7 separate regions of the Mus musculus genome follow, and all the other regions are linked to region 1. A link is a contact called in public Hi-C, HiChIP or PLAC-seq, Micro-C and promoter capture Hi-C data. All regions are on one chromosome and are shown on one strand. Each heading gives the region's core, a stretch centred on a gene start, on an enhancer-like site or on the middle of the called end of the contact. The rest is flanking DNA. Distances are from core to core; before and after follow the strand shown.

Region 1 (3,737 bases), core at 1,052-3,551:
ACAACAGGATGGACAAAATCAGCTTCCAATCTGCAACATCAACTTCAAACATTATGTATGAGACTGGTTATGTCAGCCGGTGCACTCCCTTAATCCCAGCACTCGGGAGGCAGAGGCAGGCGGATTTCTGAGTTTGAGGCCAGCCTGGTCTACAGAGTGAGTTCCAGGACAGCCAGGGCTACACAGAAAAACCCTGTCTTGAAAAATACCAAAAAAAAAGACTGGTTATGTATACGAAAGTAAGTCTGCACTGAAAGAGTGAGTGGATACGTGGATTTTACAAGTAACTCACCTCTAAGTCTCCCCAAAGTTAGCTCTTACACTTATCAACTTACAGTGGTTCTCACTGTGGGTCTCCAACAACCCTTTCAGAGCTCAGATATCCTGCATCAGATATTTACAATTCATAATAGCAGCAAAATTAGTTATAAAGTAGCAAAAAATAACTTTATGCTTGGGAGAGGTCACCACAACATGTTAAATACAAGCTAAAAGTTCACAGCACCAGGAAGGTCCACAACCACTGTTAAGTGATACGAATTATAAACATCAGGAATGACACCATTTACATTCCATAACCCCAGGTAGATACTACATGGCATCATTACTGAAAGCTTTAAACAACCTTTTGGCATTTATTCCCGCCTCCTTTACTTTCCCCCCACTGTCCCCTGTTTTGTTTTAAACTTACTCCCATCTCTTGACTTTTTTTTTTTCCCAAGACTTATTTATTATTACATATAAGTACACTGTAGGAGGGCATCAGATTTCATTACAGATGGGTGGCTAGTGGTTACTGGGATTTGAACTCAGGACCTTCAGAAGAGCAGTCAGTGCTCTTAATCGCTGAGCCATCTCTCCAGCCCAACTTTAACTTCTTTAACTTTATAAGATGTCCTAACTTCTACTTCCTAGGAAAAGTGAAAAGTCAAAACTGAAAATCTGCCGTGATAGGATAATATAAGGTCGGTAACAAACCATGCCCAAGTGTATACATACAATAGATAAAGAAAGCACGTAAGTAGCCAGTCAACAGCACTATTATTAACTTCATTATTAACTTCAATGTACACAAAGATCACTTCATTCCTCAAATTCAGGCTGTCTGGTAAAGTAGACATACACTTCAGCAAAGTTCAGAGTAAAAATGAAAAATCCAAACAGTATATCTAAAGCTGTAAGATGAGCCCGTGAGAGTTTTTAAGAACAATAAAGGTGAATAGGACTCGAATTTACAATACAAAAAAAAAAAAAAACAAACAAACCACTGGCCCCTGGTCTACCACAACCACCAACTCTTTGGGGTTTTTTTCTAAGCCTGTCTGTCCCTGTGTAGATGAATAACTGTTAGCTCTGTTTTTCAGAGTTCACAGTTCTGTCCACTAACCCGATGGTTATCTCAGTGCTCTCAGTTCATCCTTCTTACCACAGGGTGGGGGAAGGGAGAGCTAAAAGTTGTTTTACTACTCCAATTCTAGTTTAGAAAATTCAATGTATTTTCTCCATCTAATCGCTCAAACGAGCTACCGGCCTTCACAATCATACCTAAGTTACTGACACATGGGAGAGCCGAACTAGGAAAAGCGGATCCACGACTTTCCATATGGGACAAACACTGAAACCGAGTTCCCGATCTGTTCGCCTAGTTTCGGTGAGAGGTTCTGGACTGCGAAGATAGCACGTGGGCCGACCGGACTGCTGCTGTCACTTCTCGTCTCCAGTTAGGTTCCAGGCCAGAGAGCCGACCCTCGGTGAAGGGCTGGGGCCCAGGCGGTCACCACCCTCCGCAGAGTCCGGCCGGACAAGCTGCCGCCTTGCTGCCCACATGGCCGTCCAGCCGAGGGAACCTCCGGGCCGAAGCTCACGCGGGACCCACGGCCCGCAGGCCCGGGCGGCGCCCCGGGGGCCCGATCTCCCCGCCCGCAGCCGGCGCCCACGGGCGTAGCCTGGCTCCCGGGCCCGAACCTACCTTCACGTCCTCGTCCTCGTCCTCGCCTTCCCAGCGGTCCCCGCCGGCCGTGCCGCCGCCCGCGACCTTCCGCACCGGGTCCTCCATAGAGAACGTGTCCGCGTCTACGGAAGAGAGCGAGTCGCGTTAGTACCCGCGTGGGAGCGGGGCCGCCACAGCCCGCATTTGGGCCGGAACTTCTGCTCACCCCAAGAGTCTGAGTCCCCCGCCGCCGCTGCCGCCGCCGCCGCCGCCGCCATCTCGAACCGGGGGTGAGCGTGTGCGATGGGAAGAGCTGCGAAGAGTTAGCGCGGCAGAGGTGAGTCACTGGGCTGGCTCTCGTTGGCCCGCGCAGGGCAGGCTGGGACAGTGGCTGACTGGGCGCCCGGCAGAGGCTCCGCCCCACGGGCGACGCGCGCGGCAGGGGCGGGGCGGGCGGGGTGGGGCGACGCTGGGCTGGGAGACGCGGACCAGCCTGGTCCCCCCAAGCCACACCCCTCACCCCCTCATCCCCCACCCCCCGCGAGAAGAGAAAGGAAGTGCGCACGCGTGAGTCGGGCGGTGCTCGGCTAGCGAGTGGGTCTTCTAGTGCTGGCTGATCGTGAGCCGGCAGCAGGCGAGCAGCGAGGAGGAAGTGGACAGGGCAGATATCCCGTGGCCTCCTAGCATTCGGGCACGGAGATGGAAGTATACTCCAAGTCTCCCTGGTTCTCCCTTCCGGTGATCACCCGAAGTCCTGCACGGTGATTGTTTTGGCGAAAACATTTCGGAGTTCCGTGGTCCGTCCCAGGCTTATTCTAGTTTGTCCTCAACACAGTAGCAAAATAGTTATGTAAACAGATTTCGACACAGTGCAGTGGCTGCAACAAAAAGAAGCATTATGAGGTTAGATGTTAAAAAGGTAGCATTAACGACGACGGAAGTTTCAGTTTTCTGCCCGCGGTAGGCACTGGTGAAGCTGGAGTTTGAGAAACCAAGTGACTTGTGCTCCGGTGCATTTCTGGTAGAGAGAAGGCTTGTGGTGCTCATCTGAGTGCATTCTAACAGGTAAACTGATAAAAAGAACCTAAAAGGAGCAAAATTCTCTCCCCCTTGGCACAGGGCTTCCCAGTAAGGACATTAAGAAGGAAGGAGCTAGTTTAGATATTGTCTGATTTTCCAATATATTCATTGTTTTTAAAGTTTTTTGTTTTGTTTTGCTTTGTTTTTAAGACAAGTTTCTCTCTGTAGCCTGGGCTGTCCTGGAACTCGCTCTGTGAACCAGGCTGGCTCCCAGGTGCTGGGATTAAAGGCATGAGCTTAGGTTTTAAGTCTTTAAAAAAAACAGACACACATCAGCCATTCTTAGTACTTTCCGTTTCTTGTGTATTTTTCGTCTACAAGTAAACATTTTATAAGGTGGTCTTTCAAGAAATGTTCTACCGCAATTTTTTTGTGTTTGTTTGTTTGTTTGTTTGTTTTCGAGACAGGATTTCTCTGTGTAGCCCTGGCTGTCCTGGAACTCACTCAGTAGACCAAGCTGGCCTCAAACTCAGAAATCAGCCTGCCTCTGCCTCCCGAGAGCTGGGATTAAAGGCGTGCGCCACCACGCTCAGCTGTTCGACAGCATTATTAAAATGAGAGATGACGCTCTATAAAAGAAAGCATCCGCCCAGCGTGGTGGCACACGTGGTGGCCAGCCTGGTCTACAGAGTGCCAGGACAGCCAGGGCTACACAGAGAAGTCCTGTCTCAAAAAACCAAAAAAAAAAAAAAAAAAAATCCATTTATGATTTTACAAAGTACCTAGT
Region 2 (3,980 bases), core at 1,062-3,561, 480 kb after region 1:
CCTCCTGGGCCTGGCTGGTGTCCCTTGAAGAAGGAACTGCCGTCCTGGCCTGCCATGGGAAAGAGTCTAATTAAGATTCAGACCAGAGTCCGTGTCCAGCTCCGGCTGACTAACCACTGCCTTCGGACCCTAAGCGTCCGCATCCTGAGGATGGGACCCCGGCTTCAGTGTAGGGTCCTAACAACTGTCCCCCCTGGCCCACTGGGAGCCACTTCTGGACAGAGGCATCAGCTAGATCACCTCAAAGGTAAATACACCTGTGCCACTTTGCCCCAGCGCCCGGAGACTAATGGGTCTGAGGAGGGGCAGGGTGAATGGTGGTTCCTATAGCAGATGAATCTTCTGAAATATGAAAACTTGTAGAAAATGGACATATCTGGACACCATTAAGGGAGGTAACTCAGACTCAAGACAAATACTACGTGTTTTCTCCCATGCAGATACTACCTTTTAATCTTGACATATGTGAGAGTGGTCCTAAAACCAGAAAGGAGACCATGGGGTGATGAGGGGTTAGGAATGTCGCTCAGTTGGGAGAATGCTTGGGTAACATGCACGAGGCTCTGAGTTTGATAAAGCTTGGTTGCATACATCTGTATTCCCAGCGTTTGGTGATGGCAGGGGGATTGGAGTTCAGTGTCATCTTTGACTACTCAGTGAGTTAAAGCCAAAGCAGGACTCAAGAGATGGCGCCTTTGAAAAACAAATGAGCCATTTTGAGAAAAGAGAATACAGTGTGCTATGAAATTGCACAAAAGGGTGCTGGGGTGGGACAGTTCAGGGAGCAGGGGAGCAGGGTGGGGGAAGGGCAACAAAAAGGGGTACTGGGGTGGGGCAGTTCAGGGGAGCAGGGTGGGGGAGGGGCAGCAAGAGATTGTTCAGAATTGCCATAATGGAACCTAATCTTCTAAATGATAACTTACAAAAAAAACCCCAAAAGCCATGTATTTGATTTAAAATACAAGACAAACCGTTTAAAGTGGGATGTTACTCCATAATCAATACTAAAGGTTTATGGTGATATTTCTGGATAATTTAAGGATACATAACATTTTGAATGAGATACATTTCATATACAACAAGAGATAAAAATGGATCCATAAAAAGGTTTTGAGATGGAGGGAGGGAGGGAAAAGGGAGAGGGTGGAGAAATGGGGAGGGGTGCTGGCTACATTTTCTTGTTCAGGACTGGCCTGATATTGAATGACCTTAAAGCAGTCTTCTGTTGAGAGGACAGAACATTAACATGCTTGGTGAACAACTGTGGTGGTCAGGCATTCTACTAGAAATGCCTGTCTGCCCATCCTCCTGTCTGCTGAGCTCACGGACAGCTTAGTAGGTGCCATAGCTTCTGACTCGATGTCCTGATGTCAGCCTCACTCTCCTTCCTCAGCCAGCTTAGGGATTAATCACAAGCCAAGATATTTTGTACTGAAGTGGCTGCTGGCACCAAAGCTGGTCATACTTGGGAGATCTGGCTGTCATAGATGTCCATGTGAGGGGACAGGCCTTTTAGAGGGTGTCATGTGCCAGGATCAGGCCACAGACAGGGCTTAAAGAGTTCTGTTTCATCAGTGACGCAGAAAGTATTTCTGTCATGCGTGCCAGCGGCCGCATCAGGAAATACAGAGAAGCCAAAGCATCCAGAGTTCTGGGGCAACGGCTCTTAATCCCAAGTTCCTTGGGTGCCTGAGTCCCAAGGCAGGTGCAGGCTGCAGACTTACTTATGTGCCCTGCATCCCATAGACCCCCACTGTGAGTCACAGGCTTGGATTCCATCCGCAGTTCTGCCTTGAGCCACATGACTTCTAACTATTCACCCCCTCCACTTTATGGAGTTGTTGAAAGACACAAATGAAAACTTTAAACATTTTTTTAAAATGTCCACTGGGTACTTCTTTTGCCCTGTTCTTGATGTCTGCATATGGAGTCCACAGCTACTGCTGCTGTACCGTGGAGCATAAGCAGCCACCTAAGGACCTGAGCTGACGCCACTGGATAGGAAAGAATGTTGTGACCCGGAAAGCTAATTCCTGTGCTTTTCGCCTTTCCAGGCCTTGAGTCGCTACGAGACAGTGCCCATTCCACCCCAGTGCGGTCCTCTTCCCATGGGGACACCTTCCTGCCTCACGTGAGAAGCAGCCGGGCAGACAGCAATGAACGTGTCGCTGTGATAGCGGATGAGGCCTACAGCCCCGCAGACAGTGTGCTGCCCACCCCTGTAGCCGAGCACAGCCTGGAGCTGATGCTGCTCTCCCGGCAGATCAACGGGGCCACGTGCAGCATTGAGGAGGAGAAGGAGTCGGAGGCCAGCACCCCGACTGCGACAGAGGCGGAGGCCCTGGGAGGAGAGCTGAGGGCCCTGTGTCAGGGGCACGGCGGGTCAGAGCAAGAACAGGTGAATAAGTTTGTTTTAAGTGTTCTCCGTTTGCTCCTTGTGACCATGGGACTCCTCTTTGTTTTGCTCCTCCTCCTGATCATCCTTACTGAGTCTGACCTTGACGTTGCTTTTTTCCGAGATATCCGCCAGACCCCCGAGTTTGAACAATTCCACTATCAATACTTTTGTCCCCTCAGGCGATGGTTTGCCTGCAAAATCCGCTCAGTGGTGAGCCTGCTCATTGACACCTGAGAAGGCATGACTCCTCCCAATAACTAGCCGGGTGGACCAAGGAACCCGGCTACCCATTCCCAGCAATGGGACCCATCGCGGAACCATCGGCACACACACCAAGTCCTCTCATGACTCAAAGTCCACTGAGCCTAGCAGGGTTCTTTCCCAGCAGAAGAAAGGGATATAGGCTAATGCTCTGTAAACCGGGAACATTCAGTTTCTTCAGAGGCTCTTCCGAGAAAGGCTCAGCAACTCAAATGTTTCTCATCCTTCAATATGCAGAATAATTTGGGGGTTTGAACTTTTAGTTTTTCATAGATGTGTATTATTTTGAAAGTATCCAAATAAAAGTCACTTATTTTACTAGACTGATGATTGCAGTAGTGTCACCCAGTAGATGGGACACTAGCTGAAGACTCAGACTGTTGTCCTCTGTACCCTGCAATTTTCTCACTGGTGCCAGTGGGTTCCGGGAGACCCAGCAGGGCAGGCCGGGGCTGTGGGCAGGCAGGAATGGCTTCCTCGCCAGACAGGAAGGTTTCACAAAGTAAACGGCGTAGAATGATTAAATAGAAAGTTGCTTCTTACGATAGTCTGAGTTGGATTTTCTTTCCCTTTTGTTTGTTTTTGTTTTTTCAAATCTGAGCAGAGAGTGCATCTGAAGGGACCACAGCTACAGCAGCAGCAGTGGAAGGGGTGGGGTAAGTCTGTCCCCTTAGACTAGAGCCTAGTGAACACCTGAGTTGTATTTAATGTTTTGCTTTTCTTTCTGAAGAACCTCAAGACTTTTAGTGCTTCTGGGGTGTCAAAGTGGTGCCAGAGTGTGCGGTCAGAGATGTCCCACAGCACAGTTACCAGAGACCTGTGCTGAGTCACACGAGAGCCTGCAGAGCCGCAGGGAGCTGTGCTTGTCTTGTTACAGTATGCCCCTCCCCCCAAAAAAGACTATTTCAAGCTCTATTTTAACAGCAAAATGTTATTTTCCTATCTATTCCTATTTTGTTTTCACTTTATGAATCAAAAGATGCAAGAGAGAGACAGATCTGAGGAAGGCATCGAGAAGGAGCAGCGGCCTTGGAAGGGACCAGGAAGCACTAAGCAGGACCTCTAAGCAATGCCTACAGGTGACAGAATTTGACCATGGCAGAGACCAGCACTTACTATAGGAATGCCACCCTTAGGGTCAACCCCTGCTCCTGGAAACAAGGTCTAAGAGCACTTAGTGTCGTCCCTCACAGCAGCATACGTGTACACACACACACACACACACACACACACACACACACACGCACGAGCTGCAGTCCCTAAGCCTCTACACTTCTTACCACCAATAACACACAAGAGCATGTTTTCATCTCAGGGAGAC
Region 3 (4,140 bases), core at 1,583-4,082, 340 kb before region 1:
GAAGCAACTCTAACCTAGACACACACACACACACACACTTTTTTTTTTATGTTAAAAAATTCCAACAGAAAAGCTGCTCTGCCTGCCTGCCTTTGTATGCTCCTGGTCATTCATAGACATTTTATGCTGAAGTAATAGCAGGCTTAAGTTCTGGATGCATATGGCCTTGGGTAGGCTCTCATTCAGGACCGCTAGCTTTGCTATAGTAGAGTTACCCTACATCCCTGTGTCCTAGTGAGCTACACTTTTACCTTATCAATTATAGCCTTATTGGGGACCCCTAAGGAAGCACCTTGTGGTCTCATTTGGGTCTCTTAGCAACTCTTTGAATGTCATAACTTCAAAACCCTCTAAAATCCTATATATGATTATTGTAAAAAAACAAAACAAAAAAAAAAAACGAAAAAACAGACAAAAACATAAAAAGCAGTGAGCACGACTCTCGAGGAGTCTTCCACAGCCTGGACCCACACTTGGAGACGTCCTGCTTCTTCAGCACTTTAAAGCCTACACTCACGCTTTTGGGTGTATCTTTTCTACTGGAAGCTTCTTTTTCTCTCAGCATTTATCTTTAAGCCTATATTAAAATAACTTTTAAAACTATTTATTTTTATGTGTGCAGGTATTTTTGCCTCTGTGTGTGTGTGCGTGTGTGTGTGCATACGTGTGCATGCACATATACACAAGATTCCACAGAAGCTAGAAGGTATAGGAGCTCCTGGAGCTGGACTTGCCTGCCGTGGGTGCTAGGACCAAAGTCAGTCCTCTGGAAGAGCATTTAAGTGCTCTTAAGTCATCTCTTCAGCTCCCACTTTTTTGGTTTCTGAGAGACACTCCCAAGATGAATTGGAATTCATTAAGGGACTCCTGCTATAGCCTCTGAGAGCTAGATTATAGGCATATCCACTGCATTTAGTGTTTTGTCTCCTGCCTCTGCCTTCAAAATGCTAGGATTGAAGTGGTGTACCACCAGGCTCAGCAATTGCAGGTTTGTTTTTGTTTTGTGAGACAAAAATTCAGGCAGCCCAGGCTGGCCTCAAACTCAACAAGACATTGTCCTTGAACTCCTGATCCTGTGGCTTCAACTTCCCAATTACTAGGATTATGGGTGTATATCATGTGTCAGTCACTGCTTTATTGCTATAAGGAGACATCAAGACCAAGGCAACTTATAGAAGGAAAGAATTCAATGTCGGACTTGCTTATAGTTTCAGAGGGTTAGTCCATTACCTTCATGGCAGAGAGCAGGGTGGCAGGCGGGCGGGCAGGCAGGCATGTTGCTGGAAAAATAAGTAGCTCAGAGCTTTACATCACGATCCACAAGCATCAAGTAGAGAGGAGGTGGGTGGAGACTAGGCCTGTAATGGGCTTTTGAAACCTCAAAGACCACCCTCGGTGACTCCAACAAAGCCACACTTCCTCCAACCAGGCTACACCTCTCAATCCTTAACAAACGTATGGGGACCATTCTCATTCAAACCACCACCACCACCACCATCACCACCACCAGAATCACTTTATATTTTTTAAGCAAATACCAGTAGTGTGGTGGCGCACACCTGCAACCTCAGAACTTGCCTTGGGAAAGCTTGAGCAACAGGATTGCCATGAGTCTGAGCGGAGGCCTGACTGCAAGGTGACTACAGAGCAAGGGCTGTGCTCAGATCGCTCATCACCCTTAATTTGCATGACAACAACCCCTATCACCCTTTCTAAGATAGGACAAGGGCGTGGTCTTGGCCCAGGAGTTGGCAGTCCATTGCCTTTCCCATCCCCTCCCATTGGGTGAGTGAGGAGACCTTCTCCTGTGGGTTAGCTACAATATCCTCAGGAACCTGTCATCTCTATGCTCACCGTTGCATCAGTAGTTAGTATTTTAAACTGTATATTCTGGAATGTAAACCTCTTAGTTTCTCTATTATACCCCATGAAGTGAGGGGAGAAGGAGGGGAGAGGGAGGGGAGGAGGGAGGGGGAGGAAGGGGGAGGAGGGAGAGGGAGAGATGCTGGCCTTCAGGGCTACAATACTTCTGGTGAACCTGCTTCCTTTCTAAGACAAAATTCCAGGCTCTTAGGCATCATCATCGGAGCCCTGAGAAGGTAAGGGGCTGGTGATTGACAACATTAGACCTGTTTCTCGCTTGATTTATTGATCTGTCTGTTTCTATTCTGTCACAGACAGATTGACAAACCCAGGGTGGAGCTTGAGGGATTTCCACAAGAAAGCAGGGCAGCTGTGAGGGCTGCGTGGGCCTGCTGGGGGCCGGTGTAAGCGTGGATGGGGATTGTTTGTGCGAGGGTTGTAAGCATTTGAAGCTGGCGGTTGGGTGTGGAAACATCGGAGCAATGGGTGTCTCTGGAGAACTGATTGCATGCCACGTGAGAAGTTTGCCTGGATAGAAAGGCAACCTAGGTTTGGGTGTGAGTTAAGGGATAGGAAGAGGTAGGCGGTACTCCCAAGGTGAGGGCAGTAATAGGCGCATCTGAAGAGCAGCGTCTTCGAAAATGTTTGGGTCTTTGGGTTTGGGGGAAAGGAATCAGGATGAGCAGGATGTGCCTGGGGACTCATCTTCCCGCGTCTGACACAAACTGGGAGGTGCAAAGAGCAGATGGGACTAGAGAGCGCCCCACAGGAGCACGGGTAACGACATGTGGAGGACTCACCCTCGGCGCAGTTGCTTCCCGCATCCCATCTACTCCTCTCAGAGTCCTCGGGTCCCCGTTAGGCAGCGGGCTCCTCCCCTCGTGTCACTGACGACGAGCCCCGCCCCTCCCGCCGGCGCAGCTCCGCCCCCTCTCGCCCCGCCCCCGCCGCCCGCGGTCTGCTCGCTCAGTTGGGAGGGCCCCATGCTACTGAGCGGAGCTCCTCCTACGGGCTCCGGCCCGGGGCCGAGGGCGCAGGGCAGCGCGGGGGGCGGCCCTGGGGGATCCCGCCGCGGGGCTGGGGGTGCGGGGACCGGCCCGGGAGGGGGCGGCAGCGGTGGAGTCGCAAAGTGGCTGCGGGAGCACCTGGGCTTTCGCGGGGGCGGCGGTGGAGGGGGCGCCAAACCCGCCCCCCCAGAGCCCGACTACCGCCCCCCAGCTCCCTGCCCGGCCGCGCCCCCTGCGCCGCCCCCGGACATCCTGGCCGCCTACCGGCTGCAGCGAGACCGCGACTTCGAGGACCCCTACTCCGGGGGCCCGTCCGCGTCCGCCGCCCTTTCCACCCCTGCGGTCCCTGGCCCCACTCCGCCCCCGCGCCACGGCTCACCCCCGCACCGCCTCATTCGGGTCGAGACCCCCGGCCCCCCAGCACCCCCTCCGGACTCCGGACCCCCTGCCAGCAGCGACAGGGTGAGTGCTGCGCCGGGCGTGGGTGTCCAGGAGGGGTGGTGGTCTGAGGTCTGGAGATTTAGGGAGGGACAAAGGTGGCTTGGCTGGGACTCAGCCTTTCGCAGTCAGTATTTCTAGTTGACATAAGCTTAGTCCCTGACACGGGGGCTCAAATTTTAACCCCTTTGTTAGCTTCTCCACCGACTAATCTGAGTCCCCAAACTCTGCCCTGTTTCCTGTTAGGGCCCGAGGACTAGGGACGACCTCCCTCAATGGCTCTGTCCTCAGCTTTGCAACCCGTCCAACCCTGATCCTGGAACCTTTTTTCTAACGGGCATGGAGAAGCACCCCTCCCTTCCCTTTGCCGGTTTATGGCCTTTGTGCCCTCTCCGGAGCAGCAGCTCCTCTGCCCTTTGATCTCTTGACTCTTCCCTCCACAAAGCTTTTCTCTCCCCCTCCTCTTCCCCTTCTCCTTCCTCCCACCTCCCACCCGGTCCTGGAGTCCAGGCATCTTTGCAGGTCTGAAGCCCAGAAAGGGGCTGAAAACTAAGATTCTTCCGTGAACACAGCGAGCGCTGGCCTTTGCCTTTCCCAGTGGGATTAGGGGGGGGGGGGGACTGTTGTACTCCGGATGCCAAGATGGGCAATGTCCAGCTCTTCCTGAAGAAATTCACCCCTGGGGTACAGGCGCACTCCTTCCAGTGTTCCCCCAAGTATGAGGACACTCGGTGGTCAGGACCTGTTGCCCAGTTAAGGCCGAGTGATGGGGTTCATTCATTATCTCCTCTCTCTAGGCTTTCCTCTTTCTCAGTCCATTCTGAGAGAGACT
Region 4 (3,746 bases), core at 101-2,600, 320 kb before region 1:
TATTAAGTCTGTGTCAGCCGCCTTTGCCGCAGATGTCGGTTGTGCTGGAACTGCTTGCTTCTTCTCTGATGGAAAGAGGTTGCAATCAGACTCCAGGCTGGGGGGCTCCCATGCCCTCTCATCTCACCTCCACACCATAATTCCTTTGTCTGTCCTACCCAACTCTGGGTAGGTAATGCTAACCGAGTCTCCAGATGATGTCACTCCAGGCCTAAGGGCTGGCTGGCTGGACTGAGAGGGTCTGACTTGGTGTAAGACCCACAGACTGGTGCTGCCATATAGCTCAAGAAGGGGAAACTGAGCATAAGGCCGGGCTGTAGTCAGTTGCTAAGGTGCTGGCTAGTCTGTCCAAAGCCCTGGGTTCTGGGCTCAGTACCCCATACACTGGCATACACCTATAATTAAGAGGTGGAGACACAGACTAGCCTGACCTGTATGAATCGGTCTCAAAAGTCCAGGTAGGGTTAAACTGGCCTTAGCCAAAGGCTATGGGCTAGGGTCACAGAATTGGAGGGTGCGGGGCACCCCACTTTCCACCAGCACACACCCTGTATACTCACCACACACACATTCTTGGTACAATGAGCGTCCTCACCACAAAGCCAGTGCCTCATGCTACCTACTCAACCCTCTCCTCTCCTCCCCTCCCCTCCCCTCCCCCACCATCCCGTCTCTGTCCACCTCCCACTTGAAGCTGGCTTTGGAATCACACTTGCTGGGAGAGTCGGGGTAGAAGTAGGGGACTGAGGAGAACCCCTGGTCACCGGGATCTCTTTCTCTTCCTAGGAGCAGTCAGGGCTTCATGCACATGAAGCTGTCCCGGACTAAGGAACACAAGTATGTGTTGGGCCAGAACAGCCCACCCTTCAGCAGCGTCCCTGAAATCGTGCACCACTATGCCAGCCGCAAGCTGCCCATTAAGGGAGCGGAACACATGTCCCTGCTCTACCCTGTGGCCATCCGGACTCTGTAGATGTGAGACCAGGGCACTATGATAGACCTGGACCCAGTCCTTGTCACCTGCACGGGGGCAGCGGTTCTTACCAAGGACATGATGTCAGAAACCTGGCTTCCCCTTGTCCTAGGATCTAGCAGGCGCTGAAGATTCCTTAATTTATTATAAAGGGGAGGGAATCCTGGGCCTTGGAATAAAGGGACTGTGTGGAGCTGGGCACCGAGGAGAGCCTGAGGAGGAAGGGGTCTCCCCGCCCCAGTCAGACACTAGGGAGGGAGTGGCGACCTCCCTCCCGCACCACCCACCCTCCGCATCCTCCCTTCTCCCCGTCCCCAGCGGGCCGCCCGGGCTCCGGGCCAGAGGCTCGGCCAGGCAGAGCTGCGGCTGCCGGCGCCGCCCAGGGGCTGCCGGGAGGGGGCGGGGAGCGAGCCCGACTATAAATTGAGGCTGGAGCCGACGCCGGCCGCCTGCGAAAAGCACTTTCCGAGCATCCACTCGCTTCCTTTGACCAAACACCTCACGCCGGGCAGGGGGCGTCCAGGCCGCGTCGCTCCTGCCATTGCTCCCGAGCGAGCCCGGCTTCCCGCCAGCAGCGAGCGGTTTGTCTGGGAGGCGCCGAGAGACAAAGAGGCAGCGCGCCAGGCTGACGGCGCGGATGGCGCTGCCACGCGGGCGGGAGGCGCGCTTCCCTGAGGCGGCGCGCTCCCGCTCCTGGCTGGCTGGCTGGGCGCGCCGTGTCCCTTTCCCTTAGCTCCCTCTGGTGGCCGGGTCTGGGGCCACGCACCTCAGCCGACCCCCGTGGGTCCGGGGCCTTCCCGCTGCTCCACAGACAGGTTCTGTGGGAGCCAGACGCCCTCGGGACGGTTGTCCTCTTAGGACAACCTGAGGCCCCTTGCTTGCCTCAACCCAAGCCCGCGGTGCATTAGCGCTGATTAGAATCAGTTGGGAATTTCTCCAAAGTGAGGATGTGTGATCTGAGAAACGAGGTATTCCGAATAGATCATTTGGCATTGGGCACCTTTTCAGAAACTCTCTGAAGGTTGCTCTGCCTTTGAATGATAGGAAGAGGACCCACCATTTTGCACCTGAGAAAACAGGCCTAGAGGGGTTAGGAGACATCTATCTCCTCATGCTGCCTGGAAGACCTTGTCTCAGGGCAGAGCTAGAATAGCTGATGCCCTGGAGGAAGCCAGGCCGACTGCAGCTCCCTGAGGACTCCTCTCTGTCCTTGTGATCCGCTGTCAGCAGCCTAACACCAGAGTGAGGAAGGGCTTTTCAGTCTTCGCTGCTTTTATTCAGTAGATACTGGAGAGATGCCTGGACCACCGTGGCAAAGCCCACTGGGTGGATGATTTCCTTAGCTCCACCTTGACCTAAGGCAGCAAAAAAGAAACTCCAAAGGGGGAAACACCGTTTATTTGCAAAACAGACCACTAGAAGAGGGAGATGGGGCTGAGGGGCACTGCTCCAGGCGGTTAGTGGGCACAGAAAGGTCTGACTACATTTTACATTTTGAGAGATCAGTTGTTCAGTTAGGCTGGTCCTGAGGGTTTCTGTAAGTTGCCCCTGGCTACTCTAAGACATCTCCCAACCATTTTGAAGAGAGGAAGAACACAGTGAAGAGGACTTGAAGACGCCAGCATCCATACTATCACTCAGACTCACTTTCAAAAACTTGACAGGTTGTCTACTGTCAAGTTTTTGCTTAATTCTCACTTTGTCTCAACCCAAAAGCTCCCCTACTTCTGAACCTATAGTTCTTAAACAGTGCTCCTTCGACAAACTCAAGACACATTCTGGCCCTAGAGATCTCTGAGCCTACACATGATGCCTGAGCGAGGCTACTTGGACCAACCAAGTTGGCAGGTGGGAAGGGCCAAGGCTGAGGTGGCCAGAAATGAGTACTGGGTTAAGGCACAGGCCAAAGCCCCTGCTGTCCCAGCAGGGCAGTAGTGGGCATAGTTGCTGGGCAGGAGGCCTAGAAGTTCTCATAATGGTGAGAAAAATGAGTCCTGTCCTGCCTGTTGATGAGCTGACAAGCCTTCTCCACATTCTTGGTCATGCCAGGGGGACCACAGCTAAATACTCCAATCTTTCGGACCTGTTGAAGGAGGAAGAGCCAAAGATGAACATATTTACTGGTAGAGCTGGATCAGTATTCAAAACAGTAGCCAGGTTCATGTTCCTGGTGCAGGTTAGCTTTATGGTCCTATTAAAGACCATCCAGTGTTCACACTCAAGGTTTATTTTATACCGTGTATGGTGAGGGCTGGCTCACTGTAAGTCTAGCTCAATTTTGTAAGTGCTAGGTCAGTGTAAAAGGACCAACTGAGTCAATGTTCAAATTGAGGGACAGCCTGGTGTATAAGTTATCTGCAGCCAGCCCACTCACTGTTCATGGCGAAAACTAGTTCCACATCCACGGGGAGAGCTGGCTTAGTATTAATGGTGAGTATAGCCCTGACTGTATAGTAAGGAATATTTCTATTACTGAGCTCTTCTGTTTTGGTGGATGAACTTAGACTTCAGAGTTGGCAGATCTCTGTTCCCTTCATCCGTCTTTCCTTCCTTCCTACCTTAGGGTGGCCCTCCATCTATGTTTCTCCAGTCTGTAACATACCAGTCTCCCAAGAGATGACTTCTCAGCAGTAACCAGTTGTTTCCTTGATAGACTAGGATTGAGAGCTTTGCTCAGTCCTCGGGTGATCAAAGGAGCCGAGAACTAAGATATGAAGTAGACTTACTTGGGGGTGGACTTCCTGCAGAGAGTTGAAAAAGGGCTCAAAGGGAG
Region 5 (4,129 bases), core at 1,283-3,782, 290 kb before region 1:
CACGACAGCGAATACCCACCGATTCTAAAGCTCTTCAGACTTCCAAAGCTGGAATTGCTGTGCTCTGATGCTATTATCTTATCTTGTGCTTTTTTTTTTTTATTCAACACTGGGGGTGAAACCTAGGGCCTCATATGTGCTGGGCAAGTGCTCTATCACCAAATAGTATCCCCTGTTCCAAGATCATTTTATTTTAAAAACACTGGTGAGTCCTTTTCAGCTTACTTCAGGAAGCTTTACTGTCTTAAGTGTCTACTCAGTCTTTCCTATTTCACATCAGGAGAACTTACCTCACAAAACAGGATAGAAGACAGAGGAGAGAGAAAGGGACCCACACCAGAAAAAACCATTTTCATTCTATTGTCTACCCATTTGCTCAATAGCTTGAAACAAGCACCTGGTATATACAGGGTATTATATCTGCTTGAGGGTGCAGAAATGATTGGCATGTCTTTGGAAAAGACCAAAAGACCTTGGTTCCTCTGCAACTCTAATACTCACCCAAAGAAGCCAGTGTCCCAACCAGGAGAATCCAGGCCAGAGCTAAGTGGAACCCCATGATGGAAATGGTAACGTGGGATTAAATATTGAAATACTTCAAAACAGAGACCTAGAACAACAGAGGATAGAAGGATGAGCCCCAAATATTCGAGAGAATCATGATAAGGCAGGGCCTCTAAGAATCAAGACTAGGGAGATGGGCTTGGAGAGCAAAAAGCAAGAGACTCACTCTCTCGGAAGGCCTCTAGTTCATTCAATAGATGACTGACCAACACGCGCTGTGTACAGACCTGGCCTCGGCTCTGGAGCCAGTGAAGAAGAGAACAAAGCCAACCTTGCCCTTGTGAACTTTAGTTTCTGAGAACCTGGACACCCTTGCTTCGGCCCAGCTCCCCACAGAGGCTGCTCCATTGCAGGAGTCCAGCTTGGGAAGAAGTAGCTGAGGAACCCAGCTGAGGTCTCAGGTCTGCTCTTCGTCCTCTGTGGGATCTGAGGTAAACCATTTATCTGATCCAACCATTTCATCCTCTCCTAGCCACGGTGGGGAACGTGCCTGAACTGTTCACTCCACAGCATGATCAGAGGCTAACAGGAGGCTGAGGTTGAATTCAAGCCAAGAAGACTGACAGGTGTGATGCAAATTGGGCAGAGGCTGAAGCAGGATCCTGCAAGGAACCTCAAGTGGAGTACCACACCAGCCGTTCCTGCTTCAGCCCTGCCTTCCAGAGGCCAACAAACCATGTGGGACCACAGGTAAACAGAGGCAGCAGGCAACTCATGCCAGGACTCCTCTGACAAAATGTCATCCTGAAGACATCCTAAAGACAACCTGAAGATTGGAGGCGGGGTGCTGAAAGTCACATGCTCAGATAAAGCCCCATCTTCAGCCTGGGCTTCTAAATGTGCTATCTAGTTGAAGGTGAGAACCCACAGGTGACTCACAACTCCCCAAATCTCCTACTAAACAAGTGCAAAATCCCAGACCCTGCCCAGCCCCCAACTCATTATTCCATCTATCTAGAGGTTCTTTGGAGTGTGGCCTTTGGTAATAATTGAGGAGCCGGGCACTGGAGATCTGAAGGTGGTGTGTTGGGTATGGTAGAGTGGCAGGCCATAGTTGAGTTCCCCTAATCCAAACAGTTTGACCTCCTTCCCCTTCCAGTCAAGTCTTCAGGAGCCTGGACTCCAAATGTAGATCCATCCCTAACAACCTGTAGGCTTTCAGGCCAAATTGTTGGGGACAAATTAGAAAAGAGAGTAGCCATGCTAATAACGTCTCTGTGGGTAGGTAACCCTTAACAGTTTACACAGCCACTTGGGTGTGGTAACTTCCCAAACAATCTGGAAATGAAGGCACAACTCCAGGGCAATGAGGCCCCAGGCAGCGGCAGATCTGGGAGAGTACACGCCTGTCTGGTTCTTGTCCACATGGCCATTTTTCCAAATCAGAGTCTTAGAATCATGACTCTGTTGGCCCCGAGGTGGGAAGGAGAGCGAAATGAGTTAAAGCCACAGAGATTCCATCCTGAAGACCCAGGGAGTAACTGTATACTGAAGAACCAACAAAGTCTCTCCTTGGCATAATGTGATGGTGCCAAGAAACCCTCTAGGCCCAAACAAACTAGGTCATTCAACATTATCAGGACCAGATGACCCTAGTTTTTCAAAGTCAGTGTGCTGAGCTCAGGCCTTAGCAAGGTTCCTTTTAGCCTCGGGGAAAGATTGGAGGCACACGAGGCTACAATTCCTGTTCCGCAGAAAAGGAGGACCACCGGTACCCCTTTCCTCCGCTGTCCCCACCCCTAGAGCCCTCTCTCTCGGAGCACCCACTTTCGTGGGCCAGGAGAAATGTTCAAGGATCTGACCTTAGCTTCTGGTCGCCCCAGCCTGGGACTGCGGATAGGCTCCTGGATGACTCCGGGTTCGCTGTAGCCCGCTCCTCCGTTCTGGCAGCTTCTCCAGCTCTGAGTCGGGGCGGGCGGGGCTGGGGGTGAAGAGCGGACAGCGCGTCCCAGCTCTGGGGCGGGGCACAGTAGGGCGGAATAGAAGCTAGCGCGGGGACCCGCGTGAAAGGGGACCGGAGCATGAAAGGTGAGACCTTGTAGGATGCAGGGCTCCTGGGTGCCGAGGGTTCAGGCACGTTGGCCGTTTGGGAGGCGGGAAGGGCAAGTCTCTCTCCCCAAGTTCCAACTCTTGGGGGCTGAGGAAGAGGGTGGAAGATAAACAGGGTGTGGGGCAGGAGAGCTGTTCCCAAATTCTCCCCACACAGTCGGGGGCCAGGGCTCTAAAACAAAATCTCCCAACATTAACCTACAGATCAGACCTGTCGCCAAAGCAAGGTATCCATCTGTCCCCAAAACCTGTAAGTCTAGATAACCAGGTTTCCTGGTGGAACCTCCCAGGTCTCACCGTCCTGTGAGCCTCGTTTGTGTTACAGCTGCCCGAGGTGCTGGCATGGGTAGGAATCGGGGATCTTAGGGGTTGGGTGCAGAGGGCACAGTGCTGGGGCGCTGTCCTAGCACGCCAGTCTGTCCCTGGTTCGGTTCGAGGGCGGAGTGCCAAGTACGAGAAAGTTGACAATGACTTGAAATGGAAGGCGGAGAAGACACCAGGCTGGGTTTATGGGAGTCACAACCTGGTCCGCAATTGACTTAGAAGAATGGGGAATTGGAAGGGATTCTGCCTGAACAAAGTGCATGGTTTTGGCGACAGGACGTCCACGTCTGGACCCGGTTCCTGCCCTATCCCCACGACCAGGAGCGTTGTGAGTGAGTGCCCAAAGACGAGCAGCGCCAGGTGCCATGCGCACAGTATCTGAAAGAGAGGAAGGTAGGGAACCATGGATCGGGTGGGCTCAGAGGTATGAGATCAGACCTTGAAGTGCTGTTCCGGTACCGACCTCCAGGGGCGCACTTCTTGAGTCTACACAGACCAATTCAGATCAAGGGGGGATTTGTGAAGGAAAAGTTTGAAAAAAAAAAAAATTTAAGCACGGCGAACTCCTTAAGGTTATGAGAGTCACAAGATTTGTCAATACTGAATCTTTATTTCTCTTAACTGGAGTCTGGGTAGATTGGATTGCTCAGTTCCCTATCCTCCACCACCCATCACTACCCGCCCCCCCCCCACACACACGCCCAACCTCTTCTCCCCCAATTCACACCCCCGCTTTCCCCCCACCCCCAGCACACACACACCTCTAACTTCCTTAGGAAGGAGGATTAGGTTAGGCGGTCCTGAAAAAGACTTCCTTTAGCCAGGCAAGGCTGTAAACCTTTAATGGGCTTTACTTCAATCAGAGAAATAAACTATCATATTTCGGTAGCCGTGTCTCACCTATCAGAGTGCTTGACAATATTAGACTGTCACCTAAACTACCCTTATAGAAAGCGAGCAGTCCTTACTTTGCAGGTTCTGTAGATGGGGGCGGGGGCAGAGGAAGGCTTTAGGAAAAAAAATCTTGTCAAGCTTCGAGAGAGGTTCCAGATCCGATCTTCTTCAAGACTGTTAACTCTATCTCTACCCTCTGGTCCTATAAACACTGGAAATTCATTTCGTCTTGTGATAGGTAAGGGCTAGGTAACTAAATCTAAAATACTTCTAAACACGGGGGAAAGTACTTAAAGGC
Region 6 (3,946 bases), core at 503-3,002, 450 kb after region 1:
TCCCGACGTCATGGATTTGGATCTGGCCTTTGCCATTTAGTTGTGTGTCTGTGAGAAAACCATTAAAGCCTCAGCTTTATCTGGACAAAGTGGAGGTTGTAATAGCATCCTTTTCAAAGTGCTGGGTAAGAATTAAATGAGGGGCTGGCTTAATGGTTAAGAGAATGGACTGCTCTTCCAGAGGTCCTGAGTTCAATTCCCAGCAACCACATGGTGGCTCATAACCATCTGTAATGAGATCTGACACCTTCTTCTGGTGTGTCTGAAGACAGCTACAGTATACTTGGATATATAAAATAAATAAATCTTAAAAACAAAACAAAACAAAGAAGTAAATGAGACATTAGATGTGAGTCATGCAGCATCTGCCCTTCCAGAGAGGAACTGGGGTAGGGACAGGCTCCTCTTCCTGATACCCTGCCTCTACCTCACGTGTACATTCCGTGCTTAAGGAGATGTTAGCCACAGCTCCTGCTTTTATGCCCTTACATGTGTACCACTCCTCACAGTTTTAATTAATTGCTTTATCTTTTTTTTAAAGATTTATTTATTGATTATATGTAAGTACACAGTAGCTGTCTTCACACACTCCAGAAGAGGGCATCAGATTTCGTTACAGATGGTTGTGAGCCACCATGTGGTTGCTGGGATTTGAACTCGGGACCTTCGGAAGAGCAGTCAGTGCTCTTAACCACTGAGCCATCTCGCCAGCCCTAATTGCTTTATCTTAAAGTGTGTGTGTGTGTGTGTGTGTGTGTGTGTGTGTGTGTGTGTGTGTGTGTGTGTGTGTGTGTCTAGATAAGGGCGCCACGATGTCAGATACTCTGGAACTGGAGTTATCAACAGGTTGAAAGCTACCCAACAGGGTTGCTGGGAACCAAGTGTCATAAGCCGTAGATGTTCTTAACCGCCAAGCCATCTCAGCAGCCCCTCACATCTCACTTTTTATTTGCATTTGGAGAGATCTGATTGACCTCTGTCAATAATCTGCAGGGGGACATCTACCGAAAACCCCGCCTGATCTCTTCCTTCACCCAGTATTCCACTCTAGAGGCCGAGACAGGCCCATTTCCCCATCTCTGACAGCACAGTTTTTTTCTGGTTGTAACAGACCACCAGGGGCTGGCTCCCTCCAGATCCCAGCACTGTGGAGGCAGTGTGGAATGGGGGCTTGGGGAATGTTTATTCCAGGAAGTGATATGTCTATGTTGAGCCATACAAGTAAGTTTTTGATCTGAACCTTAAACAATTAACAGTGCAGAGCAAAGTATCCGAGAGCCTGGGAGGAAATGGAAAATGTATTTGTTTTGTGGTATGAAAAAAAATTTAATGTAGGAAAAATTTCCCGACAAGGATTTTGATAGGCTTATACTACATATTTGTGTCTTTAAAGCAACGAAAGCAATCCTTTCTAGTTCGTTCTCTGTTGTCTCCGCAGGTACTTAGTCTTCCTTCAGATCAAAAGGGATCTCTACCACGGCCGTCTTCTCTGTAAAACATCGGATGCCGCCTTGTTAGCGGCCTATATCCTTCAAGGTAATGACTTTGGACAGAATACATTTGCTTTTCATGCTAAGTCCTGATTACATTATTCCATTTACCACAGATGACGACTTCTTAGATCAAAACAGCTTCTAACTTGAAGCAGTGTTTGAGTTAAAGGATTTTGCCTGCGCCATCCAGAGCCAAAAGCCCAGTGCCCTGCCGCAGCCAAGGCCTCGTGGCTAGCCCCTGAGTCATCTGGACCTTTGCAGGCTTGCGCTGTACCCTGCATGCTAATGTTTCTGGGATGCCGGGAAGTAATCAGGAATCACCTGCTCCCACCCCCACCCCCTCACCCCCCACACACAACTCACCGAAGTCTGAGGCATGATGGGAACTCTCTGCTGAGAGTGTTCAATGTTTCAAGTGTTCTCAAGTGAGAAGCTATTTCTCAAAGCTGACAAGAAAGAGCTGAGCCTCTGGCTGCTGGTTTCCAGACCAGCTGTGGTAATGTGTCAAGAAAGTGTGGGGCATCCGCCAGGCCCTTCTCTCACAAAACGCTGAGAGCACTCAAGAGCCACCTCAGAATTTTCTTAGTCCTCCTGCCTAAAACTGTCATTAACCACAGGATTGTTTTGGACATAAGACCATGAAGTTTCCATTAAAAAAAAACCGTGAACCCCTGATTATGAGTCAGGGAACTCTCAGAAGCAACTAATGGAGAATTTGCAAAGAGCTTGCTGGCAGGAGAAGTGTCAGACCTGTGCTAAGATGGGAAAGTGAACCCCTCGAGGGCACTGACTCTGAGGGGGGCCATTCCTGTACCAGTCAAATGGGGAGTGCAGAAAGAGCTCGTGCATCATGAGGCACCCAGAGAGTCCCCCTTTCTTTTTGAAAGGAAGCCTGGCCTGTTCTGGTTGCCATGTTAAACTTTTTTAACAAAGTCATTTCCTTGGGTCCACCCTGATAATTATATTGAATTTTTTTTTTTCAAAAAAAGTATTGGTGGCCAACATCAACATTTTCCCCTTGAAGCTTTTCAAATAAAATCAAAGTAAATGACCTCAAGGTTCGAGGTCACTCTTCCCTGAAGGAAAGCTATTTCTTTTGTTAAATAAGAGAAATATCCAAAGGATTTGGAATTTGGCTGTGTTTTTGGTTCTTGGTTTTTGTTTTGTTTTTTTGCTTTTGAATTATAACCTCACAATGTTGTCCAGGCTAGATTTGAATTTCTGGGCTCAAGTGATTGATTCTCCTGCCTCAGACTTCCCAGTACTCGGGACTACAGACATCTACCACTGCCATACCTAGCCCTTGGATAACTTGGAAGGTACCATAATTGCAGAGGAAAGCACTGAGTCCAGCTGCGACATGTCCTGGACTGGTCCTGGAACGGCCCCCTCAGAGTCAGAGCCCCTTCAGAATCGGAGCCCCCCAGAGCCAGAGCCCCCTCAGAGCCAGAGCCCCTCAGAGCCAGAGCCCCCTCAGAGTCGAAGCCCTCTCAGAGCCGGAGCCCCCTCAGAGCCGGAGCCCCTCAGAGTCGGAGCCCCCTCAGAGCCCCTCAGAGCCAGAGCCCCCTCAGAACCAGAGCTCCTCAGAGCCAGAGCCCCTCAGAGCCAGAGCCCTCTCAGAGCCGGAGCCTCCTCAGAGCCGGAGTCCCCTCAGAGCCGGAGCCCCCTCAGAGCCGGAGCCCCCTCAGAGCCGGAGCCCCTCAGAGTCGGAGCCCCCTCAGAGCCCCTCAGAGCCAGAGCCCCCTCAGAACCAGAGCTCCTCAGAACCAGAGCCCCTCAGAGCCAGAGCCCCCTCAGAGCCGGAGCCCCTCTTAGCACAGGTCTGACATTCCTCCTGCCAGCAATCTCTTGGCAAGTTCCCCATTAGTTGCTTCTGAGAGTTCCCCGACTGTGCCTTGCCGTCCTCCCAGTATTCGGCCTGCCTCAGCTAAAGTGTACTTGGCTCTCCAAGAGAAGGAGAGGGACAGCCAGGAAGCTGTTGGAGACTCCTCTTTCCTTTTCTGAGCTACATTTGGGTGGGGCACCTTATGTGGCAAAAGCTGGTTTCTGAGTGGGTGAACAAGAGACGGTATTTGCATGAGCTCCCAGAGACCCCACTGCCGGAGACATGAACTTCCTGGGTGTGGCACTGAGCACAGCACTGGGAAATCAGCCTTAGAATGCAGTGCTGCAGTACTTGGTCCCTGGATTATAACCATTTCCATAGCGGCAGGCCTGCCTGATGAGCCCGCGGTGAACCCTAAATGTACTTAACCTATTCTGTGTGGACTGATGGTTAAATGCTGAACTTGGATGTAGTCTCAGTCAGCAACTTCTCTTGTGCCTACTAAACTCTTCAGGATGGGATCTGGGTATCTAAGCTGGCTCCCAGGGGTTCCTGTCATCTTGCCCAAGCCCACTGTGTGCTGCTGCCACGCAGAGCATAGCTCCCAAGCCTTCCTGAATGGCCGAGG
Region 7 (3,649 bases), core at 933-3,432, 430 kb after region 1:
AATTCTGGATCTTATAATCATCTTAAAATTCTGGATCTTATATACTTAATACATGCACACACAAAAACTTTCTGTGGTATTGGAGCTCAAACCAAGGAACACACATATGCTAAGCAACACTCTACCATAGAATTATATACCTAGCCCAGTCCTTAATATTAAGGAACTCTCTTTTGTGGAGCAGTATTATTCATAAATATATACCATGTGTCCTCGTTAATGTCTGCTTACTCATGATTAATTTATATTTTTACTTTACATATATCATCACTGAAAGTAGCAAATATTTCATTTCATTATAAACACTTAAGAGCTGGTAAGTAATCCTGGTCCCCTCTGTCCCATTATTCCAGATGAGTAACATTAAATGTATTTTAGGGGAAGCACATCTCAGATTTCCAACAAAACTGTTTTCTAAAGCAAAGCCACTCCATTAAGCAAACCTTAATTTAGATCGTCAAAGCCCCACGGACTCTGGAAAGCCAAGTTGTTGGATCTCGTAATGAGTCCTGAGTCACTGCAGTTGGAAATGCCTGCTTCCCAGCAGGAGTCTTTGAGCTAGATTTTGCTGTATGGGAAGGAGGGGCATATGTCTAGAGACTCTGGTCTTTAAGACCGTCAGTTCAGATTTTAGCTGGAATTCCATATTCTTGACCTTCACACACTGCTAAATGGTGAATTCCTAGCAGCCATAACTTGTAAAACTCAATCAATGAAGAAATTTATGTGACCACATTTCCCAGTGTCCCTTAGCTAATGAAAACGTAAATGAGTTGGGAGAGACTCAACTTAAAAGTAAAAGCAATTTGCAGCTTCCAAAGCTAACTTGACAATGCTTGAGCACAGGCAATTCTCTTTAATAAACTTCATTCGGTTGTTGTTTTATGTCGAGACAGAGGCTCACTCCCTGTAGAGCCCTGTCAGGTTTTGACCTTCCTTCTCCTTCCCCAGCCTCCCGACTGCCAGGTTTCAGGTGGGCACCACCACGTCCCCTTTTTAATCTAGTTCCTGACTGCCAGCCTTAAAGCTGAGACCCTTTTTGCACAGCTCCTCCTCCTCAGAGGTATTGCTTCCTGCACAGAGCTTTCTTTAGTGTGAAAATGATTGCTAGCCCACAGAGTTGAACATTATCATTCAGACTCAGGCTCAGTTTCAGTCCTGTTTGTCATTCTGGGAAAGGGAAACTTAGAATTCTATTTGTTAGATACAATTCATTACATGTGCGTGTGCGTGTGCGTGTGTGTGTGTGTGTGTGTGTGTGTGTTACTGGAGATCAGACCCAGGGCCTTATAAATGGTAGATAAGCACTCTTCCACCGAGCTACAAGCCCAGCCTTTAATTTACTGCATTAAGAAAATATGAGCTGGATTGGTGACTCATCCCTTTAATCCCAGCCCTCGGGAAGCAGTGGCACGAGGAGCCCCATGAGTTTGAGGCCAGTCTAGTCAACATAGTAACGTCTAGGCCAGCCAAGACTTTATAGTGAGACCTTACTCTTCTCTGTAGAAATGTCTAGGCCTCTATTTACATAAAATATGATTTCTATGCTTTGATAATTAGCTACAATATTAGTAACTTCAAGAAGAAAATGTATTCTAGCAAACACCTTTTTCAAAGATAGGACTTGCCAAAACAGTGTGCTCTAAAAATAAGTCAATGATCTAAGAAATCTTAATTATTTCCTTAATTAAGTCGTTACTCAATGACCCATTCATCAAAGTCTTTGTGCTAATGCTCACTTTAACGTAGCTTCTCAACCTGCTCTCCCAGGCTCCTTGCTGAGATGAGACTGTTCGCCAATCCTGATTTTCTGTCATTCCCCTCCTCAGTAAATACGGTGTATTCTGCTGCCTGGATGTTTCTTTATCCATACCATTCATAGCCTCATTGAAAGGATCCTCCGGTCAATAATTCACATAAATCCCTAAGAGTACCTGCTTAAAATCCTCACACCCATTACCATCACTTACAATACAGCGATCATGCAGGCATCGCCCGCCCTCCACCATATCGCCAGCGCTCCACCACCTCGCCCTTGTCTGCCCCTCTAAACTGATCTGCCGTTGTCCCATAACATTTAGCTTAAGTTCTTCCCTGGCCCATGCCCTGCTCTTGCTGTACTGTTTGTCCACTCCTAAGGCAGTAGATTCCTGTGCCCCCACCCCCAAAGCTCAGCCAGTGACTCATTTCCTTTGTGAATTCTTTCAGTTAATATCACTCCTCCACACTTCTGGTGTGGCAGCTTCTATCACACCACCATTTGAAAGGGATTCTCCCTTTGCCCAAGAATAAGACTGACCCTCCATCCAATGGAAACTTGAGAGAACTGTCCTGTCAACCCTCGTCGCTAGAGTCAATCTGGGCAGAAAGAAAGAATTCTTTCCTGGAGTCTGATGTTGTCTGCAGTGCACTTCAGTGGCTGCCCCCGAGCCCAGTCTGTCCACTTGGCATCTTATTGGCTTGCAGTGGATGTTTTCCTAAGCATCTCTGACAAACTAAAAAGCACATGCCTGAGAACAACGTGAGAGATACTTCTGGGGAGGGACATGCCCCAGGGAGCAGCTCAGCAATACATCTCTTTGCTAAGGCAGCAGCTTCTCTTGTCCTGAGCTGATGGCCACCTTTGGCCCATACAGGTGATGCTGAGCAGGATATGCAGGTGTGAAAGAAGGCTAAGAACAGCTCTTGGGGTGTGCGGGAAGGTTGTGCAGAGCCTCCTGTTAATCTGCCTCCATGGTTCCCTAGGCTGGGGTATTTGGAGCTGGTTACCAGCTAATGTCTGCTCTCCATAATTTAAAACTTTTTATTTGAAAAGTATCCCCCACCCCCCAAAAAAGCTGAAGAGATGGCTTGACAGTTTAAGGTATATACTGCCCAGGGAGAATATGTAAAAGGCCTGCTATCATGACTTAAACCAAAACAACTGAAGAGCCATCCCAGGTCCAGGGTTCTTCAGGGTACAGCCAAGTCAATGGAAGGGTTATGTTTAGCATCTCCCTCTGGTCCGTCAGCTTCCTTCCTTTTCTTCCATGGCCATTGATCCCAGGAACAATTCTGCCTTGCTAAACTCTTATCTCAGAGTCTCTTTCCAAAGCAACCAGAGCTGTAACATAACAGTGCCGGTGTATAGTGCCAGGTTACCATTAACCACCTGTTGATCTGAGATGGCATGACACTTAGAGATCCCGTAAACTTTAGTCAGATATCAGGAATATGCTTGAGAAAGTTGGACAAAATGTTAGATAATAGAGAAATCCCCAGATACATGTGCAACTTGCCCATTAAAGGACATTTGACTGCTTCCTGGGGTTTCAGACATCCTAGTGCCGATCTGCATGAGTCTAGGAGCACAGAAGTGGGTTTTGCCATTCCTCTGAAAAAGGCTTGCCCTTTTATATTAGTATAATTAAGCAAATGTAGTGATTAGTCTTTTCCAATATCGAGCTTTTAATTCCTTCTCAGTGGCTAGGGCCCAGTTAGAGGCTTTCTTGAGTGCAGAACTGTTCTTGCCTGTGTCTGTATGTTGGTAGCAGAAGCAGATATTCTGGAGCTCTGCTTGTACTGCACACAACTCAGTGTTGTTTGGGCTGGACCTGTTTTCCTACTCAGAGCCCCTCTCCCTCAGCCCCGCCAAGTATATCCCATAGGA

What was found. Promoter capture Hi-C pulls out the DNA fragments that hold promoters and counts their contacts. A called contact is a pair of places that touch in the nucleus more often than the background predicts. HiChIP or PLAC-seq counts read pairs in DNA pulled down with a chosen protein or histone mark.
Region 2: a contact with region 1 is called in an H3K4me3 HiChIP or PLAC-seq map of embryonic stem cells, with 7 times the contacts expected there. The contact joins the enhancer-like site here to the promoter of Eif3j1 in region 1. A contact is called at or near these places in 4 of 39 promoter capture datasets (the C10 cell line, the HPC-7 cell line, frontonasal cranial neural crest and 1 more), 12 of 115 datasets of contacts at active chromatin or transcription factors (the NIH/3T3 cell line, bone marrow-derived macrophages, craniofacial prominence and 5 more) and 1 of 9 other capture datasets (embryonic stem cells).
Region 3: a contact with region 1 is called in a promoter capture Hi-C map of fetal liver, with 3 times the contacts expected there. The contact joins the promoter of Shf here to the promoter of Eif3j1 in region 1. A contact is called at or near these places in 14 of 39 promoter capture datasets (the 3T3-L1 cell line, 3T3-L1-derived adipocytes, the C10 cell line and 10 more), 12 of 484 Hi-C or Micro-C datasets (B cells, CD4 T cells, CD8 T cells and 8 more), 13 of 115 datasets of contacts at active chromatin or transcription factors (the SCID.adh cell line, effector CD8 T cells, embryonic midbrain and 7 more) and 3 of 9 other capture datasets (adipose tissue, liver and pancreatic islet).
Region 4: a Micro-C map of embryonic stem cells shows a contact between it and region 1, with 4 times the contacts expected there. The contact joins the enhancer-like site here to the promoter of Eif3j1 in region 1. A contact is called at or near these places in 1 of 484 Hi-C or Micro-C datasets (embryonic stem cells), 2 of 115 datasets of contacts at active chromatin or transcription factors (fetal liver and trophoblast stem cells) and 2 of 9 other capture datasets (liver and pancreatic islet).
Region 5: a contact with region 1 is called in a promoter capture Hi-C map of embryonic stem cells, with 4 times the contacts expected there. The contact joins the promoter of Duoxa1 here to the promoter of Eif3j1 in region 1. A contact is called at or near these places in 8 of 39 promoter capture datasets (the 3T3-L1 cell line, 3T3-L1-derived adipocytes, cranial neural crest and 4 more), 1 of 484 Hi-C or Micro-C datasets (embryonic stem cells), 4 of 115 datasets of contacts at active chromatin or transcription factors (embryonic stem cells and pancreatic cancer cells) and 2 of 9 other capture datasets (adipose tissue and liver).
Region 6: a contact with region 1 is called in an H3K27ac HiChIP or PLAC-seq map of the NIH/3T3 cell line, with 3 times the contacts expected there. The contact joins the enhancer-like site here to the promoter of Eif3j1 in region 1. A contact is called at or near these places in 9 of 39 promoter capture datasets (the 3T3-L1 cell line, 3T3-L1-derived adipocytes, embryonic stem cells and 4 more), 3 of 15 datasets of contacts at CTCF or cohesin (the NIH/3T3 cell line, embryonic stem cells and pro-B cells), 8 of 484 Hi-C or Micro-C datasets (CD4 T cells, the G1E-ER4 cell line, embryonic stem cells and 1 more), 19 of 115 datasets of contacts at active chromatin or transcription factors (the 230-238 cell line, the NIH/3T3 cell line, T-cell acute lymphoblastic leukemia and 9 more) and 2 of 9 other capture datasets (embryonic stem cells and pancreatic islet).
Region 7: a Hi-C map of embryonic fibroblasts shows a contact between it and region 1, with 2.0 times the contacts expected there. The contact joins the enhancer-like site here to the promoter of Eif3j1 in region 1. A contact is called at or near these places in 1 of 484 Hi-C or Micro-C datasets (embryonic fibroblasts) and 2 of 115 datasets of contacts at active chromatin or transcription factors (embryonic midbrain and embryonic stem cells).

The regions. Positions count from the first base shown.
Region 1 is chr2:122,027,144-122,030,880 of GRCm38.p6, reverse strand. It overlaps Eif3j1 (eukaryotic translation initiation factor 3, subunit J1), which reads right to left and starts at 2,301. Exons shown (of 8, transcript NM_144545.4): 1 at 2,157-2,301; 2 at 1,970-2,073. The coding sequence starts at 2,208.
Region 2 is chr2:121,547,307-121,551,286 of GRCm38.p6, reverse strand. It overlaps Frmd5 (FERM domain containing 5), which reads left to right. Exons shown (of 14, transcript NM_001360084.1): 14 at 2,055-3,980. The coding sequence ends at 2,632. Among named protein-coding and RNA genes, the nearest start is that of Wdr76, 43 kb to the right of the region's middle. Within about 2 kb of position 2,311, at least 13 of the 459 cell types and tissues checked have an H3K27ac peak or open chromatin away from gene starts, as enhancers often do. A contact at or near this core is called in embryonic stem cells, where this site is marked.
Region 3 is chr2:122,367,839-122,371,978 of GRCm38.p6, reverse strand. Shf (Src homology 2 domain containing F) reads left to right here and starts at 2,832. Exons shown (of 7, transcript NM_001374011.1): 1 at 2,832-3,332. The coding sequence starts at 2,847.
Region 4 is chr2:122,346,580-122,350,325 of GRCm38.p6, reverse strand. Duox1 (dual oxidase 1) reads right to left here. Exons shown (of 33, transcript NM_001099297.1): 32 at 3,700-3,746; 33 at 2,354-3,056. The coding sequence ends at 2,934. Shf (Src homology 2 domain containing F) reads left to right here. Exons shown (of 7, transcript NM_001374011.1): 7 at 787-1,434. The coding sequence ends at 973. Among named protein-coding and RNA genes, the nearest start is that of Shf, 21 kb to the left of the region's middle. Within about 2 kb of position 1,350, at least 251 of the 459 cell types and tissues checked have an H3K27ac peak or open chromatin away from gene starts, as enhancers often do. A contact at or near this core is called in embryonic stem cells, fetal liver, liver and 2 more, where this site is marked.
Region 5 is chr2:122,312,133-122,316,261 of GRCm38.p6, reverse strand. It overlaps Duoxa1 (dual oxidase maturation factor 1), which reads left to right and starts at 2,532. Exons shown (of 10, transcript NM_001305262.1): 1 at 2,532-2,592; 2 at 2,818-2,863; 3 at 3,214-3,330. Duox1 (dual oxidase 1) reads right to left here and starts at 590. Exons shown (of 33, transcript NM_001099297.1): 1 at 502-590. The coding sequence starts at 559.
Region 6 is chr2:121,573,912-121,577,857 of GRCm38.p6, reverse strand. Frmd5 (FERM domain containing 5) reads left to right here. Exons shown (of 14, transcript NM_001360084.1): 5 at 1,439-1,536. Among named protein-coding and RNA genes, the nearest start is that of Wdr76, 69 kb to the right of the region's middle. Within about 2 kb of position 1,752, at least 28 of the 459 cell types and tissues checked have an H3K27ac peak or open chromatin away from gene starts, as enhancers often do. A contact at or near this core is called in the NIH/3T3 cell line, muscle stem cells and stem cell-derived neural progenitor cells, where this site is marked.
Region 7 is chr2:121,599,469-121,603,117 of GRCm38.p6, reverse strand. All of the region lies in intron 1 of Frmd5 (FERM domain containing 5), which reads left to right. Among named protein-coding and RNA genes, the nearest start is that of Wdr76, 95 kb to the right of the region's middle. Within about 2 kb of position 2,182, at least 38 of the 459 cell types and tissues checked have an H3K27ac peak or open chromatin away from gene starts, as enhancers often do. A contact at or near this core is called in embryonic fibroblasts, where this site is marked.